Regions from separate parts of the Mus musculus genome. Here region 1 is linked to region 2. A link is a contact called in public Hi-C data. All regions are on one chromosome and are shown on one strand. The core of a region is the stretch at or near the end of the contact, and the rest is flanking DNA. Distances in the headings are between cores, read along the strand shown.

Evidence for each region. Hi-C and Micro-C count contacts between places; a contact is called where the count stands out from the background.
Region 1: a contact with region 2 is called in a Hi-C map of bone marrow-derived macrophages, with 47 read pairs. The contact joins two enhancer-like sites. A contact is called at or near these places in 1 of 39 promoter capture datasets (embryonic stem cells), 8 of 15 datasets of contacts at CTCF or cohesin (CD8 T cells, the NIH/3T3 cell line, embryonic stem cells and 3 more), 108 of 484 Hi-C or Micro-C datasets (the 63-12 cell line, the AML12 cell line, B cells and 53 more), 27 of 115 datasets of contacts at active chromatin or transcription factors (the 230-238 cell line, CD8 T cells, the HPC-7 cell line and 15 more) and 4 of 9 other capture datasets (adipose tissue, embryonic stem cells, liver and 1 more).

The regions. Positions count from the first base shown.
Region 1 is chr15:81,608,476-81,612,290 of GRCm38.p6, reverse strand. It overlaps Ep300 (E1A binding protein p300), which reads right to left. Exons shown (of 31, transcript NM_177821.6): 4 at 1,675-1,936; 5 at 768-881. Among named protein-coding and RNA genes, the nearest start is that of Gm22067, 18 kb to the right of the region's middle. Within about 2 kb of position 1,805, at least 3 of the 459 cell types and tissues checked have an H3K27ac peak or open chromatin away from gene starts, as enhancers often do. A contact at or near this core is called in bone marrow-derived macrophages, where this site is marked.
Region 2 is chr15:81,478,838-81,482,518 of GRCm38.p6, reverse strand. No RefSeq gene overlaps it. Among named protein-coding and RNA genes, the nearest start is that of Rbx1, 14 kb to the right of the region's middle. Within about 2 kb of position 1,373, at least 98 of the 459 cell types and tissues checked have an H3K27ac peak or open chromatin away from gene starts, as enhancers often do. A contact at or near this core is called in bone marrow-derived macrophages, where this site is marked.

The DNA of each region.
Region 1 (3,815 bases), core at 556-3,055, 130 kb before region 2:
CCTCTTCTGGTGCGTCTGAAGACAGCTAGAGTGTACTTATGTATAGTAATAAATAAAAATAATAAATAAATCTTTGGGCCGGAGCAACTGGGGGCGAGCAGTATTGACCAGAGCAAGCAAAGGTCCTAAAAATTCAATTCCATATGAAGGCTCACAACCATCTATACAGCTACAGTATACTCATATATTTGAAATAAATAAATAAATAAAAAGAAAAAACTTGCTTCAATGCTTCAGTTTTGAAAATTTTAAAGAATACACGACAGTACACAATTACAATCCCAGCATTCAGATAGCTGAGACAGAGATAGCAAGTTCAGTGCCAGCCTGGGCTACATAGCAAGGCTATCTCTAAAGGCAAAAAAAATTTTTTTAAAATTTGTCATCTATTGATGGTTTTAAGAATACGAAAATCTTATTTCCATTTTCTTTTTTTAGATTTACTTATTTTACATATGTGATTACATTGTCGATGTCTTCATACACAGCACAAGAGGGTATCTGATCCCATTACAGATATGATGTGGTTGCTGGGAATTGAACTAAGGACGTCTGAAAGAGCAGTTGATGCTCTTAACTCCATTCCAAGAATAAGACATACTTCTTTTTTGTTTTACTAATTAAGAGAGAAATAGAAAATCTTTCATCCAGAATGGCATGGCAGGACCAGAGTCTCAAACAGTCAAGCAGTAGTCTACACTCTGTCAAAGGGCACTAGTATGCTGCTCAAAAAACTTGGTAAAAATCAGCAAGATTTAATCACTTACACTGTTGATTTCGCTTATCCCCAGCATTTTTGAGAGGAAGACACACAGGACAATCATGCCTTGTGCAATTTTTCCAGTGTGAAATGATTTGTCGAGAAGATGCACAATGTGCCACTAAAACAAACAAGAAAAAATTGTTAATTCTTTTTATTTACAGGAATGACATACAACTTAACAAGTGCTCCAAATATAAAGATATTCTAAACTGTAGTGCAGAATACATGCCTATAAAACAGTGACACTAGACATAGAAGTATTCAGTTGGGCAAAACTCTATTGTGTTGAGTAATTGCCCACATGGCTAAACTGGAACAAAACAGAATAAATATCACAAACTATTACAACTTCCTTTCTAACCATGTACTACTACTTACTTACCACTGAGCCATCTCTCCAGACCCATAATTTATTTTCTTATTGCATAAATCTTTCTGATAATATTTATCATGTATAAACAGGTAGTGTAAAAGTTTTAAAGACAGCTCAGTCAGTCAAGAGCTTGCAATGCAAGCTTGAGAACCAGAGTTCAGACCCTAGTACCTTAAATATATCATGTTAACCCCAATGCTTGGGAACTGGTGATGCTAAACTCTCAGAACAAACTACCTGACAGCTAGACTAGCCTAATCAGTAGCCTCTGGCAAATTTAGGGGTAGAAGAATGGCTCAGCAATAGAGTGCTCCTCTACCAAGTACAAGGCTCAGGGTTCAATTTCAGGAACAATACAAACAAGCAAGCATACACCCAAGAAGTTGTATTTTATTGGTCAGGAACTCACCTGGTGTACAAAGTTGCTTTACTTATAAAGGGGGAAAGGCAAAATTTAATGTCAGAACATGTCTATGTCTAAAATGTCATCAACATAATCAAAGTACCAAATAAAAATATCATCCTCAAAGTTACTCACCTTGGCAGGATTTGCCTGACTGGCAATGTGTCATATGGTTTAGGACATTTTTCATGGTACGACAGTGAGGAAGGTTGCACTGCCTCACTTCCCCATTAGCTTGCTCCCGGCGCTGGCACTTGTGAGCATGTAAAAGGAGAACAAGCTGCTGCTGGATGAGCTTGCGCTTCTCTGGATCAGCTGTGTGTGCTCCAGAACCCATTCCTGCGGCAACTGGAGTCACCAGGCCTGGCTGCTGGACCGATGGGGTAGGCTGCTGGCCCTAACAAATGTAGCAAAGATATATTTAACAGTGTTACAAGTGTGCCATCTTTTAACAAGGACTAGGTATTTTCAAATTAAATCCTTGGTGGTGACCTACTGTATGTCAGAATTCATTCTTTAATTTTGGATGGAAAGAATTCAATGTATACACGATAAATAGCTCTTAATCAGAAAGATTAATGGAATAAGAAAATAAATTATGGGGCTGGAGAGATGGCTCGGTGGTTAAGAGCACTGACTGTTCTTCCAGAGGTCCGAGTTCAATTCCCAGCAACCACATGGTGGCTCACAACCATCTGTAATGAGATCTGATGCCCTCTTCTGTTGTGTCTGAAGACAACTACAATGTATTCATATAAATAAAAAATGGTACATATTTATTAGACACAGAGAACTAAACGGAAAGGAAGAACAGGTAATTTCCACATTCTCAGTATTAGAGGCTCAGTAAGGGAACAGTAAGACCCAGAACTCAAGTCAATCTTCTATAGAGCAAGTCTGAAGCCAGCCTGTTACCAGATCCTGCCTCAAAAAACACATAGGGACTGGAGAGAGGTCACAGTTGTTGAAAGTACTTGCATTTAGTTCACAGTATACATATGCAGAACTCAGACTCCTGTAACTCCAGCTCTAGAGAACCCAAGATGCTCATCTAGCCTATATTGGCGCACTAGCCTATATGCATGCACACGTGCACATAAAACACAAGAAGAAATCTTTAAAAAAATGTTAAACAAAAAACAAGTATTGGAATTGAAAACGTGCTACCATGTGTAGCAAATATAGTTTTTACACCTCTTAAAAAAAAAAATTAACTCTTCCCAGTAGAAGTTATTCCTTAGGACAGTGAGGACATATTTTTGTTATTTGGTTTTTTACTTCGTATGGTTTTTTAAATACAAACAATCAATACCACACAAAATACCAAAACTTGTAAAAGTAAATAAAATAAAATTGTTCTAGGACAAATCTCAAAAGTAAAAACAAACCATTTAATTCCTAAGTAGAAATTGTTTGAACCCAAATCAGATACACCTCCACAGGTGTGAGTCTCCATCTCCACAGATTAAAGTTGTGCTCCACCATGCCTAGCATGTCCTCTTTCTTTGGTTTCTTTTAAGGTCTTATCTCAGGTCTGGAATGGCCTGGAACTGGCTATGTAGATATGGCTGGCCTAAACTTACTGAGAGCCACCTTACTGGAAATTTTAAACATGAAAACTGTCCATTACAGATGCTACTTAATGAAGCTTAACCGTAGCCACTCATGCAGTTGGTTCATCCCAAAAGAGAAAAACAAAAAATCATTTTGTTAATTGAAAAAATTACTGTTACACTAATAGAAATAAAACTAGTATTCACAGTCCTTGAGAGAAGCCTTTGCAGTAAGAATCTCCTGCAAGCGCAGAAAGGTTCTTCTTCCTATTCTTCAGTAACAAGGCTTACAGCGAGCCTGCTGAAGGACTCACTGTAGCTCACATTTACTCTGTGAATTAGTCTTCCAACTCATCAGTTAGCACAGCAAATAAAATGCCATGTGGAAATTTTACAAAGTGAAATTCCATTCCAAGGCACAAGGGTAATTAATATACATCATGTATCTTAAGGTCAAGTATATATAATACCAGTGTGTTAAATGCCAACCTAATATGCTCACAAAGTGGCTCAATACGTAATTATAGTGACCTGAGTATACAGTTCAAGATTCACATTAGAAGAAAACTAACTTCTGCAAGCTGACTTCTGACATTCACAAGTTTACCATGGTATTGTGCACACATCTATTCTGCATGCACATAAATGTTAAAAAGAGAAAAGAGCCAGGCAGAAGTGGGGGCAGAGGCTGGCAGACTTCAGAATTCCAGGACAGCCAGGGCT
Region 2 (3,681 bases), core at 124-2,623:
AAATGGGATCAAATAAAAAGGGTTTCCAGAAATGAGGAGCAGGGGCCATATGGACCTGTCACTAGAGAACTAGGGAAGGCACCAGAGAGCATGCTACATCAGGCGCAGTGTCCCAGGTCATGGAACATTATTTTTCTTCCTGAGACAAGGTCTCTAGTAACCCAGGATGACCTTGAACTCCTGACCCCTGATCCTACCTTTTACATGCTAGGTTTACAGGTTTATCATGCTACACCTAGTTGGGGAACTTATTTTTTGATTCTCAGACCGAGAAACTGCCCTTGAATTCTAGGCCAGCTCATCTTGGCAAGGTGCTTGGTGAGTGCCTGTGGTCTGGCTGCTCAGAGTTCATGCAAAGCCTGCCTCCAGATAGTGAGACCCCATCGGTCTCATTGTGCAGAGAAAAAACAAACAAAAAACCCAGAGCAATGAACAAAGTAGTGTGAATTGATAAAAATATATTATTAATTAAATTAAAAATAATTAATTGATAAAAATATTTCTGCACTGGAGAAAACAGAATTGGAAAAAATAAAAAAAGTATGAGTCGGGGCTAGTGAGCTGGCTCTGTGGTAAAGGCGCTTGCCATTGTAAGAAATACCAAGTATGAGTCTTTCCTATCAAATGCTATAAAATTCAGCCGGGCAGTGCTGGCACTTGCCTTGAATACCAGAAGGCAGAGGCAGAGGCAGGGTGTATCTCTGTGAGTTTGAAGCCAGTGTGATCCACAGAAGGAGTTCCAGGAAAGCTAGGACTACACAGAGAAACCTAGTCTGGAAAGAAGAAACAAAACAAAACAAAACAAAAAAACAGAAACCAAAACTAACTAAACAAACTAAATCCTCTAAAACTCAAAACCTATAAAGTTCATGTTTAGGGCAAGGGATTAATATTTTTTTATCTCTTCTACTTTGTAAGACTTGTATGTAACTGAAATTGTTTTAATCTTCCCGGTCCAATAAAGCCGACAAAAGACTTATTGGTTTATTCTAGGAATTGGATGTCCAGAACGGTTGCCCCTTCCCACTTCCTGTGTGCCAGTTCTTTACAGATTATCCAATTGGGAAGAGACACAGGTGTGGAGGATATGGAAAGCAACCTTATGAAGAAAAACGTGGGATGTTGAGCGAGGCGCTACAGGCTTCCGCGACCAGTGCACGGCATTCGATCTTAGATGGCTCCCGGAACACACGTGAGATAGCAAAAAGAAACCAAGGCCAGGGGAGCCGCTGCTGCCACATCTTCCCTGAAGTCCTAACAGGTGACCATGCCTCGCCCCTCCCCCTTCTGCTTTTCTGAGTAACTTTATAGGGCAGGGCTTTCATTGGGGCTTGGTGATGGTGTGGCGAGAGATGCTATTGGCCCTGGATTTAGGGCTTGGGATTGGCTTGAACACTTACATAAGCGTAGGCGCTGTGCAAGCAATAAACACTGCACTCTGATGCTGTCTCCGGATTCTGATTCCCAGGATTCCTCACGTGACTCCATGACCTCTCACACCTCTTTGGTCCTGTTCCCACACACAGGTGTCCTTTTCTTGATGCCTTGTTTTTTCTCTTCTACCTCTTGATAACGCACTCTTGATCAAGTGTAAAGTTCGCCTGTCCAGACTTTTAAGGTGGAACGAAGGACACTTTCTCTGTGACCTGGAACTAGGGATGGAGACCTGAGTTCCATCCATCGGACCAGATATAGCAGAGGAAGAGAATTCAGTCCTCTATGTTGTCCTCTGTCATCTGCATGTACACCATGGCATTTGCACAAGGACACACGCACACAGGCATACGCATAATACATATATGTAATTTTTAAAATAAAAAACAAAGATCTGGAGGCACAGGCAGGCTGATCTCTAGTTCAAAGCCAGCCTGGTTTATGTAGTGAGTTCCAGGACAGCCAGGGCTACACAGAGAAACCCTGTCTCGAAAATACCAAAAAAAAAAAAAAAAAAAAAAAAAAAAAAGAAAAAAAGAAAGAAAGAAAGAAAGAAAGAAAGGAAGAAAGAAAATCTCCTGCCTGAAACTTAAGTGTTTCCCTAGAACTGGGGTTGCAGGCAGGCAGCTTATGAGCCACACTGCGCATGTGCTAGGAATCAAACCTAGGTTTTGGCAAGAATAGCCATTGCTTTTGTTGTTATTGTTTTTCCCAAGACAGGGTTTCTGTGTAGCCCTGACTGTCCGAGAACTTGATCTGCAGACCAGGCTGGCCTCTCCTGCCTCTGCCTCTGGAGTGCTGGGATTAAAGGCATCTGCCGCCGCAGTCTGGCAGCAGCCACTGCTTTTAGGCAACTCCATCCAGTGTTGTTTTCTCCCATTTTTTTAATGTTTTCAGAGTCTGGTCTGATGTAGCTCAATTTAGTCTCAAATTACTATGCAGCTGAGGGTGAACTTGAACTGCAATCCTCCTGCCCCCACCTCCCAATGGCTGTGGTTACAGGTGTATGCAGTGTTTGAGCCAGTGTCTGCCTGACTCCAAAGCTGATAGGCTCAGGTGCAGTCCCACCACTGACACCAAGCCCCTCCCCTCCCCACGTCTTTGGTGTTCTGATTCCTCCTCACCTCGCGCTTTACCTCTTGAAGCGACATCATCTACAATCCAGATTAGACTTCAGTTCGGCTGTAGCCAGACATTCCCTTTCCGTTTCCTTAGGGGAGAAGCTGTCGAGCGAAGCCGTGAGGACCATGACCGCCTACCCGTTTGTTTTCAGCTTGTTCTATCTCTGCTTTGTTTTTCAGAGCTCTGGTTCTTAATATAGGGAAGGTCAGAGTTGAGTGTCCAAGTCAACAATAATAAGGCGCTTCGTTAAACTGGGGTGGTTGGAGGCTTGGCCAAGCTCTTGATTAATAAGGAGGCCTGACCTTTGTGTAGCTTGTAACTGTTTGTAGAGGGCTTGACCGCAGCCGTCCTCTGGGATTCGCTCTTGCTACCACAGCTGGCGAAAATGAGCCATCTTGGAAGTAGATAAAACTCGGTCTAAAGTCCAGGCCTACCGTGGAGGATTGTGTGACCCTAGGGAGGTCGCTTGATCTCAGTCCCTCATCGATACTTAGGTTTATTATTTTTTTTATCTTAATTAAAAATTGTTTTAGTTTTTCTAAATTGCCGTTTTATTGAGGGGGAGCACTGTGCCTACGACACACCTGAGGAGGTCAAAGGACAACTAGCAGATCCGTATGAACACCCAGCTCAGGTTGTCTAGGGTGGTGCTGGGAGGGGTCCTTACCGTAAGCTCAGCCATCTTGCAATTTTGATTTTTTCCCCTCCCTCCCTTCCTTTTTCTTTCTTTCATTTTTTTTAGGACAAATCTCATATAGTATAATTTTCATATTTTCATCAAACTTTTTGCAAATGAAATCTTCAACTTCTGCGCCTCCTGCCTCTGGCTCCAGAGTGCTGAGATTATAATCAGCTCACTTTTTTTTCTTTCTCTTTTTTTTTCTTTCTTTCTTTTTCTTTTCTTTTCTTTTCTTTTTTTTTAGTTTTGTTGAGTTGAATGTTGTTTATCATCATCACCATCATTATTATGTTTGGCTTGTGGTATATATGTGCATCACATGTGTCCATGGAAACCAGCAGAGGGCTTCAGACAGATCCCCTGGAACTGGAGATAGATAATGATTGTGAGCCATTGTGTGGGTGCTGGCCATCAAACCTGTGTCCTGTGAATGTATTTGCACTCTT